2 separate regions of the Mus musculus genome follow, and region 2 is linked to region 1. Evidence: chromatin contacts called from public Micro-C data. All regions are on one chromosome and are shown on one strand. Each heading gives the region's core, a stretch centred on a gene start, on an enhancer-like site or on the middle of the called end of the contact. The rest is flanking DNA. Distances are from core to core; before and after follow the strand shown.

The links. Hi-C and Micro-C count contacts between places; a contact is called where the count stands out from the background.
Region 2: a contact with region 1 is called in a Micro-C map of the G1E-ER4 cell line, with 6 times the contacts expected there. The contact joins two enhancer-like sites. A contact is called at or near these places in 1 of 39 promoter capture datasets (pre-B cells), 1 of 484 Hi-C or Micro-C datasets (the G1E-ER4 cell line) and 3 of 115 datasets of contacts at active chromatin or transcription factors (embryonic stem cells, large pre-B cells and pancreatic cancer cells).

Annotation. Positions count from the first base shown.
Region 1 is chr2:35,266,359-35,273,397 of GRCm38.p6, reverse strand. It overlaps Gm39795 (a long non-coding RNA gene), which reads left to right. Exons shown (of 3, transcript XR_003954036.1): 1 at 1-444; 2 at 948-1,074; 3 at 4,893-7,039. It also overlaps a transcript of Gsn not described here. Among named protein-coding and RNA genes, the nearest start is that of Gm39795, 3.8 kb to the left of the region's middle. Within about 2 kb of position 3,212, at least 123 of the 459 cell types and tissues checked have an H3K27ac peak or open chromatin away from gene starts, as enhancers often do. A contact at or near this core is called in the G1E-ER4 cell line, pancreatic cancer cells and pre-B cells, where this site is marked.
Region 2 is chr2:35,828,415-35,835,453 of GRCm38.p6, reverse strand. The region is part of intron 6 of Ttll11 (tubulin tyrosine ligase-like family, member 11); the gene reads left to right. Among named protein-coding and RNA genes, the nearest start is that of Gm10829, 9.5 kb to the left of the region's middle. Within about 2 kb of position 2,548, at least 93 of the 459 cell types and tissues checked have an H3K27ac peak or open chromatin away from gene starts, as enhancers often do. A contact at or near this core is called in the G1E-ER4 cell line, pancreatic cancer cells and pre-B cells, where this site is marked.

The sequences.
Region 1 (7,039 bases), core at 1,963-4,462:
ATCTTATACGCCACACCAGTGTCACATACATACCATGTGACTACATCGCAAGCCAGGCCTTGTGTCCCTTAGGCTTCATGGTAAGGTCTACTTTGTATGTGAATTCACACTTGCCTTCAGTCATGACTACTGACCTGCACACACTGCTATGCCCACTGAACTGTGGCTCAGCCCTGAGCAAGACATGCCATTCCTTGTTTTGGACTCATAAATGGTGTTCCTCGCCCCGGGGGCATATGTAGCCTAAGGGGCAGGGACAATGCAGTGTCACAGTTAAAACCACACCCACCAGCCTCTTTCACCACGTGACCTTGCCAAAGCAACTTCTGTCAGTGCCTCACCTTCTTCAGATCTAAAATGGAATGACAGTAACATTTCTCTGGCAGAATGGTGTAGATTAAAGTAGATAACGCAACGGTTTGCATCCCAGCACCTGCATACTTGGTAAGCACTCTGAAGTATAGCCTGAGTCTGTGTGCCGTGCACTAGAATCCTATGTCTGCTGTGAATGAGGCACTGTGCGTGCTGGGGCAACCCTAACAGCCTGCAAGAGGGTGTGGTTATCCCTCTTACTGAGAAGAAATCCTAGGTTCAGAGAAGGATGACAATTTGCACAGGGCCAGAAAGGAGAGGGGGCAGGAAGCTAGACACAGATGCTAATTAACTGTGGGCAGAGCACTGGAGGAGAGATTGTAGGGAGCACTGGAGGAGAGACTGTAAACACAAGGGAGGTGTTGGGGAGGGGAGGGGAGGTGATGAAAATGTTCTTTCCACTTGTGATGACTTATGCCTTTAACCCCAGCGCTCAGGAGGCAGAGGCAGGAGAATCTCTGTGAGTTCCAGGACAACCAGGTCTACAATTTGCTTAAAAAAAAAAACGTTTATGGAAATGGAAAAATATATATATATACATTTTTCTCTAATCAGTTATGTAAAATATATTTTAGGGATGTTGTTTTGGAAACAAAAGCCCTAGTGTTCGGCTGGAGAAATCAACTTTCCATTGTCAGCAACTTGAGACCCGCCTGGAGCGGCTGCCAGTAGAGAGTGGCTATGAACATGTCTGCAGACAAGGTGGGCCAGCACAATCCTTGGGGGGACCGGGTTTGGAAATTGTGCAAACTCCCAAACCTAGCCCCAGCCTTGGACTGTGTAGATCTGGGTGGGCCCAGGAACCCAATTCTAAGAATCAACCCCCAATGGGAACCACTTGGTAAAAATCATAGTTGGGAAAACTGAGGCTAAGCAGGAGAAGGGGACCTGATGGGTCTCCTTAACCAAACAGCAGGACAGCTGGGACTAGCTGGTCCCTTTCCTGTTTTCTTCTCTCCTTTCCCTCTGCCTCCTTCCTAGGGCGGGCTGCTCCTGCCATCAGCTGTGACTCAGAGTTCTGAGTCATCATGTGGCACTACAGAAGGAACTTCTTAAGAAAAACAATCCCTTACACAAAACTCCCCTGTTCTTAGGAACAGGATAGGCCCCAAGGGCTAGGAGGAGGAGAGAGAATTGGGGCAGCGTGGGAAGCCAGGACTGCCCAGACCTGACTTGAGCAGAGCCCTACACAAGGAGCCTCAGTTCCTCACCTGCAAATAAGACTTCTACTGCACACAGATACTCAGCATGCAGCGGGCATCATGACAAGAACTCTGTGTGTGTGTGTGTGTGTGTGTGTGTGTGCATGTAGAGGCTAGAGATCTTAATTTGGGGGGGGGGGCATGTTTACTCCTTGAACTGGGAGCTCACATATTGGCTCTAACAGTCTAAGCAGGAAGCCCTAGGTGATCTTCTCTCTGCTTTCCCTTCCCACCTCGCCTTGCCTCGCCTTCCCTCTCTCTCCTCCCCTCCCCTCCCCTCCCCTCCCCTCCCCTCTCCTCTCCCCTCCCCTGGACTCTGGTTATAGAGATGCCAGGGAGCCAACAGGTGTGTGGGGCCAGCACTTTACCTTCTGAGCCATCTCCTCAGCTCCATGATATGAGCCTCATAAGCACCATTTAAAACTTACGGTGCCATCATCCAGCTTCGTAGATAAGGAAACGGGCTCACAGAGCTTCAGCTGAAGACCAACCACACAATTGGGAACCTCAAATCAGAGTTTAAATTCAGGGCTACTTGATTTTTTGAAGCCTGTTACTCTGTGTGTGTCTCTCTCCCCCTCTCTGTCTCTGTCTCTGTCTCTGTCTCTCCCTCTTCCTCCCCACCCCCCCTTACAAAGCACCTACTGGCTGCTCTTGCAGAGAACCTGAGTTCAGTTCCCAGCACTAAATGGCAACTCACACCCATCATCTGTATGTAACTCCATTTGCAGGGGATGCAACGTCCTCTTGGGGTCTCCTCAGCACCAGACACACATACAGCGATGAAGAGATGCAGGTGAAACACATAAAATAAAAATACATCGCATTTATTTGTTTATTTATTTATTTTTAAGATTTTATTTACTTGCATGAGTTCTGCCGGCCAATATCGCTGTGCCACATGCATGCATTGCTCTTGGAGGCCAGAAGAGGGCATCAGAACAGGCAGAGAACAGTTTGCTGGCTAAACTGGCTAACCTGCCTGCCCCGCCTGAGCATGCTGCAGAAAGCACCCTCAAGTCCCTGCTACTTGCCATTCCTGTTAGGGCTTCTGTCCTCAGCCATGGCCGGGCAGGGCAGAAGGGAAAAGGCCTTTGACATAGGCCAGGCTAATCACACAGGCCTATAAATAGGACCCTGTGGCTTGGGCTGAAATAGCTGCGCCAGCCCCGACTCCACAGGCAGCAGAGTACAAACAGCCTCCGCCTCCTCTCCCCCACAGTTAACCGAACATTATTCACGCTCCTTGGAGGCAGCGGGTTGGAGCAAAGAGCCACACCTACCTAGAGGGAATCCTGGACCTGGGCCTAGGCTCCTTTTTTTCTGCTTCTTATTTCCATTGCTTCTGCCTGGGACTCAGTTTCCAAAACTGTGAACTAGGGAGGTCAGTTGTGAGCCTTTGGGCCCTTCCAGCCAGGATGCTCTTAGTCTGCCTGTGGCACCCTCTGCTTTTCACACCTACTTCTTTGTGCCCTGCCCCATCAATTTGGAAACTGTGTTTTATCATCGTCCTCAACCTCCTCCTCCTCATCATCATCATCATCATCTCAGTCCTGGGAACCAATCCCAGGGCCCAGCCTACCCTAGGCAAGCATTCTTATTATCTGAGCTATATCCATAGCCTCTGTTGTTGTGTTGTTTAGGATTTTTAAGAACCTAGCCATCCTGAGTGCTGAGAGCCCAGGATGAAGAGTTGAACAAGTCCTGACCAGTTCCTCCATGCTTGGCCTTGGGCCAGACACCAGTGCTAAAGGCATTTCCAACCCTCCTTTCCCCACCCCCAAATCTTCCTGGTGGCCTCTGTGAGCTCTGCTGGGAACATCTTGTTTCTGGTTCAGATTACAGACTTGTGGCCACAGAGGAGTCCCCAGTGGGCAACTTGTGACCTGGGCAGGGCCTTCACCAACGGTAAAACCAAGGCTCCCCAGCCGTCCCATGTACTTAAACCAGGCTTCTCGGCTTCTTCCCAGCCACCATCCAGCCCTAGTTCATGGGTGCAGAAAGCCAAACTGAGAGGGACTGGGGCACCTTCGGGTTAGAGAGATAGTGACTCAGACTCAGACTCAGACTCTCTCACTCCTGAATCCAGAGCTGCAGAGATCTAACTCAAGTCAGCCTAGCTGGACAGTGGGGACAGAACCCAACAAGAACAAAGAACAGAGAAGACCAGCCTGGCTATTCGCTATTCCCCTCCCCATCTCGCTCCCCCACTTTGTGTGTGTGTCTGTGTCTGAGTGTATGTTTATGTATGTATGTATGTATGTATGTATGTATGTATCTGTATAAATGTGTATATGTGTATGTCTCTGTGTGCCAATGTGTGTGTGTGTGTGTGTGTGTGTGTGTGCGCGTGTGTAGTGAAGGGAAGCGACAGGGCTTCACTGGTAACACACATTCTCTCCTACCAGCTCTCAGCATTGCCTGCTCTGACCCACCCTCCCCTTTGCCTTCCACCAATTGGCTGCTCTACAATCCCATCAATCAAATTATTCCTCTCCTTGACAGCCATCTATGCGGTGACCCAGAAAATTGAAACTAACTTTCAAGGTCTCTCTAGACATCCCTGTCACCTCCGGCCGCTCCCAACTCAGTCTCCACCCATGACTCACTTGTCCTCAGGCACATTGGGCTCCTCCAGGTGACCAGCCCCTTGCACATAATGCTCATCTCAGCCCAGTGCTAATCTCAGGGGCATGAAAAGCTGACTGGCTCCCTGGGCGTCTTGGAAGTCAGCAAATGCACCCTGGGTATCAGCCACCACTGTCTCCTCATGGATTAAAGTATCACTGCTCTTGCAGGATGGTACAGCTCACCTCTCTTTCCAGTACAGAAGTCAGCAAGGGCTGCCTAGGAAAGGGAGGGTGGGGCAAAGAACCAAGAGGATCTTGGGAAAGCGCTCATTTCCCAGGACTTCTCAACATAAGGCCTCACATGAGGAAGCACTGGGGCACTTCAATGAGGAAAACCCTAAAGCAACAACACCACATTGGGTGTGTGTGTGCGCCCGTGTGTGTCTGTATGTGTGTGTACATCTGTGTGTGTGTGTATGTGCATGTGTGCATACATGATGGTTCCACTAATAAAATTCTCCTGGTCTCCCACTGGGAAGCTCCTGAAAGCCCCCAGTAGCCTGGAGTAAAACCCACAGTCAAGGGCAGCATGGCCTTATCCCCTTGTCTGAACTTTCCCCATTCCCTCTGAGGGATGCTCTCCCTGCCTAGCCACCCTGCTGTCCTGTACTCAAGCTTTTCTGCACTGTCCACCTGCCCCACCCCCCACCCCCACCCCCGGGCACCTAAACTATCTCCTCCTCCTCAGGTGAAGAAAATCTGACTCAGTGGCAGGAATGACTATCTACACAGGATGCATGGAAAGGATTCGTTCTTTGCCCATTCTCCAACACTCAGCTCAGGGCCTAAATATCTGTCACGTGATTCATGGATTCCAGAATCCGGTGAGCATTTAAGTAAAAAAAAAACAAAAGCCCAGAAAGGGTGGGGTGGGGCAGCTCAGGAAAACAGACCGGCCAGCCTCTCCCACAGCAAAGAAGAGAATGTTCTAGATGAAGAGAAAGCAATCAGTGTGCCAGAGACTTGTGACAAGGCTATCTGCGGATCTGACAGGACCCCGGGTCATCTTGCTCACATGGAGTTCATGGAGGTACAGGACAAGAACAAGCAGGCCAGCTCAGCAAGCGCTCATACTCAGCTAGACCCAAGCAGGTCTGCTTGTGGTCCTGCGGTGTTTGCAAAAGCAGGGCAGGCAGGGAGAATGCAAGGTCCTTGTGACATTGCTAGAGAGCAAAGTACACACAGAAAGGGACACTCCTTACTGATAAAAATCTCTCAGAGGCAGCTCCCTCATGGAGCGAAACAGCACCCCAGAAGCCAGACATGGTTCTTCAGTGTCAGCTGGGGCCAGGCCAGGCCTCTGTCTGGGCCTAGAGAACCTTCCAGGAACCCCTAGCTCCAAGGACTAAGTGTCTTGATGACCATCAAAGGCCCTTTTATCTAGACTTTAAGAGGGATAGTAGGCGGCTCCTGTCATCGCTCAGGAGCTAGGTGTGGCGGAGAGCTGAACAATGCAGGCACTCACTTCCTGATGCTATGGGCAAGCAACAGGGACATCACAGGCTGCTCACTGATGCCATGGGCTGAAGGGCTTTCTCTTCATACAGTAAGAAATTTTCTTCTGTTCAGAACTGAAACACTGTCACAGCGACCCTCTTGGCTTTCCGGCTCACAAAGGCCTTTGGCATCTACAGGCGCATCTGATCCTCCCACCCCCGCGCCCCGCACCACATCCCTGTTAGATGTATGGGAGTTGGGGGGCTGCGGAGTTGTGCAATGCACCTGCCTTACAGGGAGGAAAGCCCTTGGAAAGCAATCTGGGTCTCCTGGCTGGGAGCCCAGCTCTCTGCTCTCCCAGGGCTCTGCAGGCTCACCTGGAATCTGATAGGTGGGCCCGCCCACCCAGCCAGGTGGCAGTGACTCATCCACCCTCCCGTGACTCACACTCCTCAGGTGCCTCCTAAGGTCAACAAGCCGGGGACTTGATGGCCACAACCCAACTTCTCTCACCTCTCTGCCACATGCAGGGAGACTCCCTGCCTCTCCTCCTCCTCATGGGGAATCTGCCCCACCATACAAGGGGTCCCAGAAGACTTGAGAACACAGCAAGAAGCATAGCCCATAGCCTGGGTGGGAGCAGACATCTGGGCACTCAGCCCACCTCATCCCTCGCCCTCAGGGCTCCCCTCGCCTGCCTTCCCCTTGTTGAGGAGCAGATGAGTTAACACATTGACAGTAGCGGCCACAGGAGAAACCTTTAAATCCACAAAGGCTCTTCAGCCACTCCCACTCTAGAATCGTCTAGACTCCCCTGGACACTGGGTGGACAGTGGCTCTGTGTTCTACTTACCTTACAGGCTGCACAAGGAGAGAGCCACTCCGAGAGGAGATGCTATGACAGCGGCTGAAGCACTGGAAGAGAAGCTGGTGGTACCTGGAAAAGGGTCCAGGAATCTCAGTGTCAGAGTCTGAGGTCACATGGGTAAATCCCTCCTACTTGCATACCTCTAGTGATGAGGCACTCACTTCCTGCTAGCACTGCCCACACCTGCTGCTGGAGGGTTGGGCGGGGTAAGAGTGTGCCTCGGGGATGCCAGGCCATGAGCTCCTTGGCATAACTGCTTTCTCTGAGGCTGTGGTAAATGCCACACCCAGAGCATGTTAGATGAGGGGCTGAAGGTCCATCCTTTATCCTAGACCCAAACCAATGGTGGGTTGTACAGCTGAGTCCTCTGGCCTCTGTCAAGAAGGCAGACTCAGGCCCACTCTGGAAGATCTTGCTACCCAAATTGGCTTCTCCCTGCCAAGGGGAGAGTCAGGATCCTCGCACCGAGGGGCCTCACGGGCTCCTCAGATGAGAATACAAGCTCCTTCCTTGAGCACAGAACATAGCAG
Region 2 (7,039 bases), core at 1,299-3,798, 560 kb before region 1:
CGAATGATTTATCCACTAAAGTTGTTTTTTTTTTTTTTTTTTTTTTGAGATGGGTCTCATGTTCCAGGCTGTTCTCTAACTTGTTCCTGTCCTAGAGCTCCAAAGCCCCTGGCACTGGGATTGTAAGTGTGTGGGCTACCTGGTGGATGTTGTGCCAGGGCTCAGCCTCTGGGCTACCTCAGCCAGGCAGGAACTCCATCACCTGAGCGTCACTGTATAAGTCAACCAAGACCCCACTTCCCCATGAAAGTCCACTGTTCTCTACTTGCTTGCTGCTTCCCAAGCCCTTTATTTCAGTCCTTAAACCTTCAGAGACACGCAGGAGCCCACTCTTTACTGAATGATATGTCTGTCATTCTCAGACTTGAGCTTGATGTTCTCCAGGACAGTCAGGGCATGCCTCCACCTGAGCAGATCCAGAGCTGTCCTTTGCTGCTTGCCATTGGAATCTGAGGACCTCTCATTCTCTTCATAACCAACCCCCTGATTATGGGAACTGACGTTCCACTGTCTCACATTTTGTTCACTCTGCCAGGAAGACCCTGCTGCCTATCCATCTGCAGGCTGGATCCTTAGAAAAAAAATTGTTAGGTCAAAGAATAGGTGATTTTAAATTTTGATTGCTACTGCCAAAATTTATGAGGGTGTTTGGGGCCAGCTGCTGCTTGTAGAAGATAAGTAAATATGCACACATACATACTCATGCGTGCATGCACACACACACACACACACACACACACACACACAGGAGCTAACATGAAGAAAGTTGCCAACATTTTATGTCTCCATGTAGTGATAATTCCTAAATACCAATTATCACCAATTAAATGTGAAATTGGGACTTCCATGTGTCAAAATGTCTGCAATTTCACATGATTGAACTTAATGTTGTCAGCATGGTTTCATAAAGGCATGATCTCCATATGTTCACACCAGCGAGCGTGCGCGAGCACGCACGCGCACACACACACACACACACCTTTTGTGTTTTTCACTTCACTGTGGTGTGTGAACATTTAGTCTCATGTGTGGTGCAGCCCATCCTATGCCTCTGCCAGCAGCCATCTGCTCTGTGACTGAGAGGAAGGATCGTTTACAGGGAGATTGACGTGTTAGAGAGGGAATAAGTCACACATTCTGTCCCAGGTCCCTTGTATGATGGAGCCACTGTGGGGATGGTGTGTTAGTCATGAGCTTGTCACTGTAATAGAATAGTTGAAGAGACAAGAAGAATTTAGTTGGCTCATGGTCTCAGAAGTCTCAATCAGTGGTTGGCTAGCTACATTGCTTTTCTACCTGTGACGAGACAGAAAAGTTATGGGAGAAGGGTGTGGTGAGAGAGAAAGCTACTCACATCATTGTGGCCATGAAGCAAAGAGACAGCCATTGCAATGTGAAATGTAACTATAGACAATGCTTAAATATACGTGGCTGTGTTCCAATGAAGCCTTATTTACAAGAGCACATGACAAAGTGGTTTGATCCATTATTATGGGAGTAAAAACAAGAACAGACTGAATTTGGATCAATACTAGCTTTGGTGCTTAGAAGCTGTGTTTCTGAGGCAAGCTACTTCAGCCTTTGGAGGCTTTGTTTCCCAAAATGTAAAGCAGGAGAATGATTGCTCCCTCCAGACCTGGGAGAGCCAGCTGAGAGTGCATGCAAGTGGGAGCGTCTGGGACTGCAGACACGCACAGATGTGGGAGGGGTTTGGGAGTAGCTAGCTTTAATGGTAGATCTATACCCGGCAGCCCAACTTCCTTTCCATAGCTCCATCCAGGGAATAACATGAAAGAGCGGGAGGCAGGATACTGAAGGAGTGACAGACGAGATGCTCAGAACGTTGATTTGGTTTCAGCACAAGCACTGGGCAGACATGATGATGTCCCTGGTCCTCCTTGCACAGCCTTCGGGTGTCTATTCAGCAACGCCCTGGTCTCATTGCATCCATCTCTAGCAGCTCACGGCTTCCAGAAACACAGTCCTAGACAGATGTTCAGTCTGTCTGGGGATTAGAGATACCCTCTTCCATTAAGCATAAATTAACTTAATCACCAGGTATGAAAGATAAGCAACACAAACAAACAGCACTCCCTGAAGCTTTCATTAAAATTAAAATTGTACTTAAAATTTAGCTCATATTTTCTAGGACTCAAACCCCTTCAAAGAGATAGTGTCTGCTCTATGTTTTCTCTGATAAGTGGCAGAGATGAGGGTGCAGGAGACAGTGGTAGACTGTGTGGTTTGGCTTCACCTCCTGGTCCTCTCACCAATGCAGGATCTGGACAGTTTATAGAAGTCATTCATTCAGCCGGGTCTGGTCCCTAAGCACTTCCATCACTTGTCAGACTGGTCCAAGAAAACAGAACTCAGAGGCAAGATTCCCAGATTCTTACTGCTGGGCCCCACACTGTGGAAAGCACAAGAAAAACAAGAGAGAAGGAACGCCACCCGCCACAAATCATCACGAGCCCTGGAAGGCAAGCTTCCCCTGCTCCTGCTTGCTTGTCTGGGCTGAGCCGGATGAGTGCAGAATGGGCGACCGGCGGGTCACAGTTCAATGTAGTCTTTATCAAACATTACACACACGGAAGGAATTCAGCCAAGTCTACAGAGCACGGTAGGAAGACCATGGGAGGCAGAGACAGCTAGCCTCGAATCCTGGCTCTTTATTTTGTTTTCTGCCTGTAATCTTGGGCATATCTTACTAATTTCTCTGAGCCTCAAATCCCTAGTTTACCAAATAAAGAAAATAACTTCTTGCCCATAACATCATCGTGGTAATCAGAGGAGGTCACAGAAAGGCCTGAAACTTATCCCACCTAAAGCATACACGTAATTAAGAAAGTCACTGGATATCCACCACTTTGTGGACCCAGAAGAGATCTAGATCTCAGTGACAGCAAGGCTTTTCTTGGCCTGTGGGTCAGAGAGAGGAGTTCTGAGCAGCCTTCTGCTCAGAAAGGCAGCGAGAACACGAGAACACCGTGGTGACTGGGAACTGGAGGATTGTAAGCAGCATGATATTGTCACCTGGTGAGGGGGACAGGAAGAAAACCTGGAGGGTTGAACATCTCTTGGTATGTGCAAACATCCCTGGAGGACATGACCTGAAGTGTTCTGAACGATTCTTCAGTGAGTCTCAGAGTCCAGTACCATATTTCCCTAGACCAGACAATGTCCCTTACAGAAGGAACTTGCTTGCTTTGGCTGAACTGTAGAGCTGAGGGGAACCTAGGGGTAGAGTTGAGGACACAGGGTCCTACTGTCATACACAAATTAGGACCTATCTTTTGGTTTAAAAACCTGCTCCCCTCCTCATTACAAAACACAGCCCCATGCGACCATTTCAGGATCTCAACCAAGTCTGGCACACGTTCTTCAGAAATACCAAGACGCGCTAGCCAGAGTTTTATTTTGTGGTTTGCCTCTTTCCTATTGTAAAGTTGCCTCGTTAATCAAAACAGTCATTATATCCGAGACAATCAAAGATGTCTAGGCTCTTTCCTATGTAACCCAAAACATGCTCATTTATAAGAGAAATAGTTAGAATACTTATAAGGCAAGTATTATTTTAGAAAAAGGGGGTGGACAGAAAAGATGTTTTCCGCAAACATTTCTGTCTTGACAGCTCAGTGTCACTCTCTCCGGGAGCCCTCAGCCCTTTGTGGTGAGGACAAATGTGTGTTAAAGAAAGTGGCTGGGGTTGGTCTCTTATCTGCAGTCACAGTGATGGTAGCACCACTTTCTAAACTGCCACACTCATCTGACAGGAAGCTGTGAAGGCTCTGGAAGGTTCTAAAGCCAACATACAGGGTGGCAGAATGTTACATAGAGAAGTGTTTGGAAGCTCGCCGTAGATAAGCCCCAGTGAGAGCTAAATACCAGATGTTCTCAACAAGGGAAAACCATGATGCAAGAGACTTACCAAATTGCATTTGCAGAAACCAAATAGCGAAGTGTTGTTCCACCCCACCCCACCCCTGACTGCCACCCCTGCCCCAGGACACCTGCTATGAGTGAGGTTCAGCATCTGCAAAGCACAGAGACCATGTGGTACTGATTTTGTATCTGAAATTTCTATTGTGTAGGCAATGTAGCCAGCCCCCTCTGAGGCTTTGCATGCACATGGAAAGAATCCTGTCTGTATTGCTTACCACTCAGAGTCTCTCTTAGGAAATCTCACTGACTGTTGGGCCAGCAGCAAAGGGCTCTGGGATGTTGCTAGCAGTCATTGCTAGCAACCAGGACCTGACATGTCTCTTCCTCTCTTCTCTAGTGTCCCAGGCACCAGTGCATCACATGGTAATCCCCACCTGGCTTGTAGAGCCATTCAAATGAGTATAACCACACAAACCAGGAATGGTCATATGGCCCTGGGTCTCACACTGGAGGATGAGGCACGACCTAGAGCTTAGTGTTTGGAACCTTCTCAGCCTGTACTTTGGACCTACCTCTAAGCCTGCCATTCCCAGATGATCTAGAATGGGTGGTCCAGAGGACCTGGGCCCAGCTCTTTGACTCTGTTCCTCTCGTTTCCCATGGTTCTGGGAAAGTCCCTTCCCTACACTGGGATTCTCTTTTTCAAAAGACAGTTGGGTCTAAGCAATTACTATAGCACCTTCCAACAGTCAACTGCAGATCCATGAGCACTTTCAGTTTGGTCAAGACTGGCTTTTAGCATCATGGTGAGTCTTTGATTGTTAGAAACACTTGAGAGCCCTTGTATTTTCTGTTTTTTAAATGGTCTTGTGTGTACGTGTCTAAGCATCTTTACTTACTAGATTTACTCATTCCATGAGTTTGCTACTCTTCCTTCTCCTCCTTTCCCTTCCATCCTTCCTCCCTTTCTCTCTTCCCTGCTCTCTTCTTTCAGAGGCTTCCCATGCAATCCAGGCTGGGCTCCATCCCATCCTTTACACCCATCTTCTCAGCACTGGGAGGACAAGTGTACGCCACCACACCCATCTTGGGGCTTTTTGTCTGAATGATGATTCCGCAACCTGGTTTGGGACTGCTCTCTGTCAGTGTCTTCGAAGAGCGTGACTTTTGCGAGTGATTATTTTCTTCTTACTTTTCTGTTTTCTGGCTAGAAGCTGTTTCTTCCTCCTCTGCAAATCATGTGCCTGTGATATCCTGTCCCCTCCCTTCTAATTTTCAGTGTATCTGAAAGCCAATTCAGCACACTTATTAGAGGGTCGGTAAAGTGAGAATATGTAGGGCTTGAAAGGCTCTTGGTGGCCCTTGTTTCCCATGCGGACATTGACCTTAGTAGGTGAGCTTCCATGTCTGGACTCTCTCTGGCTCCTGTTTCTTCAGACTGTTCCACACAGAAGGGGAGGTTCTTGGGTACCTGAGTTCTGAGACAAGCTATGTCTCTGCTCCTGTGGGGAGTATTTGCCAGGACCTTCTTCCCTGTTCCCATTGCCCTTCCACATGCCTTAGGCTCCATCCCTATCACCTGAACTTCTAAAACACACCTTCCCTCCTGCACCCCTATCAGTTCCCTTTTGCAGGGTCCTTTGCCTGGAGTCTGTGCATTCCTGTCTTCCCACCTGCCTGGCATGCAGCTCTTACTCCTCTAGGAAACTTTCCATGATACTCTCTGTGAGCCACGAGTCCTCCCCATCCCTGTGACCCCTCTGGCTTATCCTGTGTTGTGTCAGCTGATCTGTCTGGCAATACTGCCTTCAGGTATGAAGTCTTCTGTGGTTGATCTAATTTGTCTCTACCCAAATCAATGTCTGGAATCTCTGTTCTCCATTATAATTGGAAGAATGACTGACTGAATGAATGAATGAATGCTGTGAGTGAATCATGTTGTCTTTGCCTCCAAATTCAGATTTAATCCTAATTTGCAACTTATATTGTGGCCTTATATGGAAATATGGTCTTTATTGGGGTAACTGAGTTAAAATAAAGTCCTTAATGGATAAATAAAGTCCAAGTGGATGTTAATGCAGTGTCCTTGTCATGACCGGTGTCCTAGTAAGGAGAGAAAATGGGTATGCAGAGACCCATAAAAAGAAGACAACATGATGACATGTAGACACAAGACAGGGAGGTGATAGGCTTACACCACAGCTCCTGAACAATGGGCTGCGTGGCTGCCTGCTGCTCATGATAAACATTATCACTAGTCGGAAGAAGTAACTGGATGGAGAAACAAATGAAGAGGTAAGAAGAGAAAGCTACTACAGAGTGGGACAAGGACAGTATTAGTTACTTCTGTCTTTAATGAATCCTCAACGATGTTGAGATGGGAAGAGGGATCTGCACCCATTGCTCATGTGACATCAGCATGTGGTGGGATCTTTCCAAAGAACTACTTATTCTGTGTGGTGGGCCAGGCCCACCGAGTTTTCTAATCTGGATATAAAAGACTGAATGAGACCTGAGAGGACACTGTGTGGAGACCCTTATTCTCTGGCCCACGGTCCCCTGCTCACACATGTTATAAGAGAGAACAGGAGGTGTGTCTTAGTTTGTATTTCACTACTATGAAAGAGACACCATGATGAAGGCAACTCCTGTAAGGACAATACTTAATTGGGGCTGGCTTACATGTTCAGAGGTTCAGTCCATTATCCATGGTGGGAAGCATAGCAGCATCCAGGCAGGCGTGGTGCTGAAGAAGGAGCTGAGAGTTCTACATCTTGACCCAAAGGCAGCCAGGTAGAGAGACTCTTTTTGCAGGCAGCCAGGAGGGGACTCCCTTCCATACTGGGTGGAGCTTTAGCACTAGGAGCCCTCAGAACCCTCCTACACAGTGACACACTTCCTTCACCAAGGCAACCCCTCCTAATAGTGCCATTTCTCATGGGCCAAGCATATTCAAACCACCACAAGGTCTGATGCTATGCTGTACCACTGGGGGTTCACTACTCAATGCTTTTCCTTAGTAAATCTCTTGCATTTTGCGTATGTGCAGGTTTTACATGTTTTATGTGCACATGTGTGGGAGTGCATTTCCACCTGTCCACTGAGGTGGGGTCTCGCAGTTAAAACCAGTGCTCACCGCTGTGCCTAACTAGATACT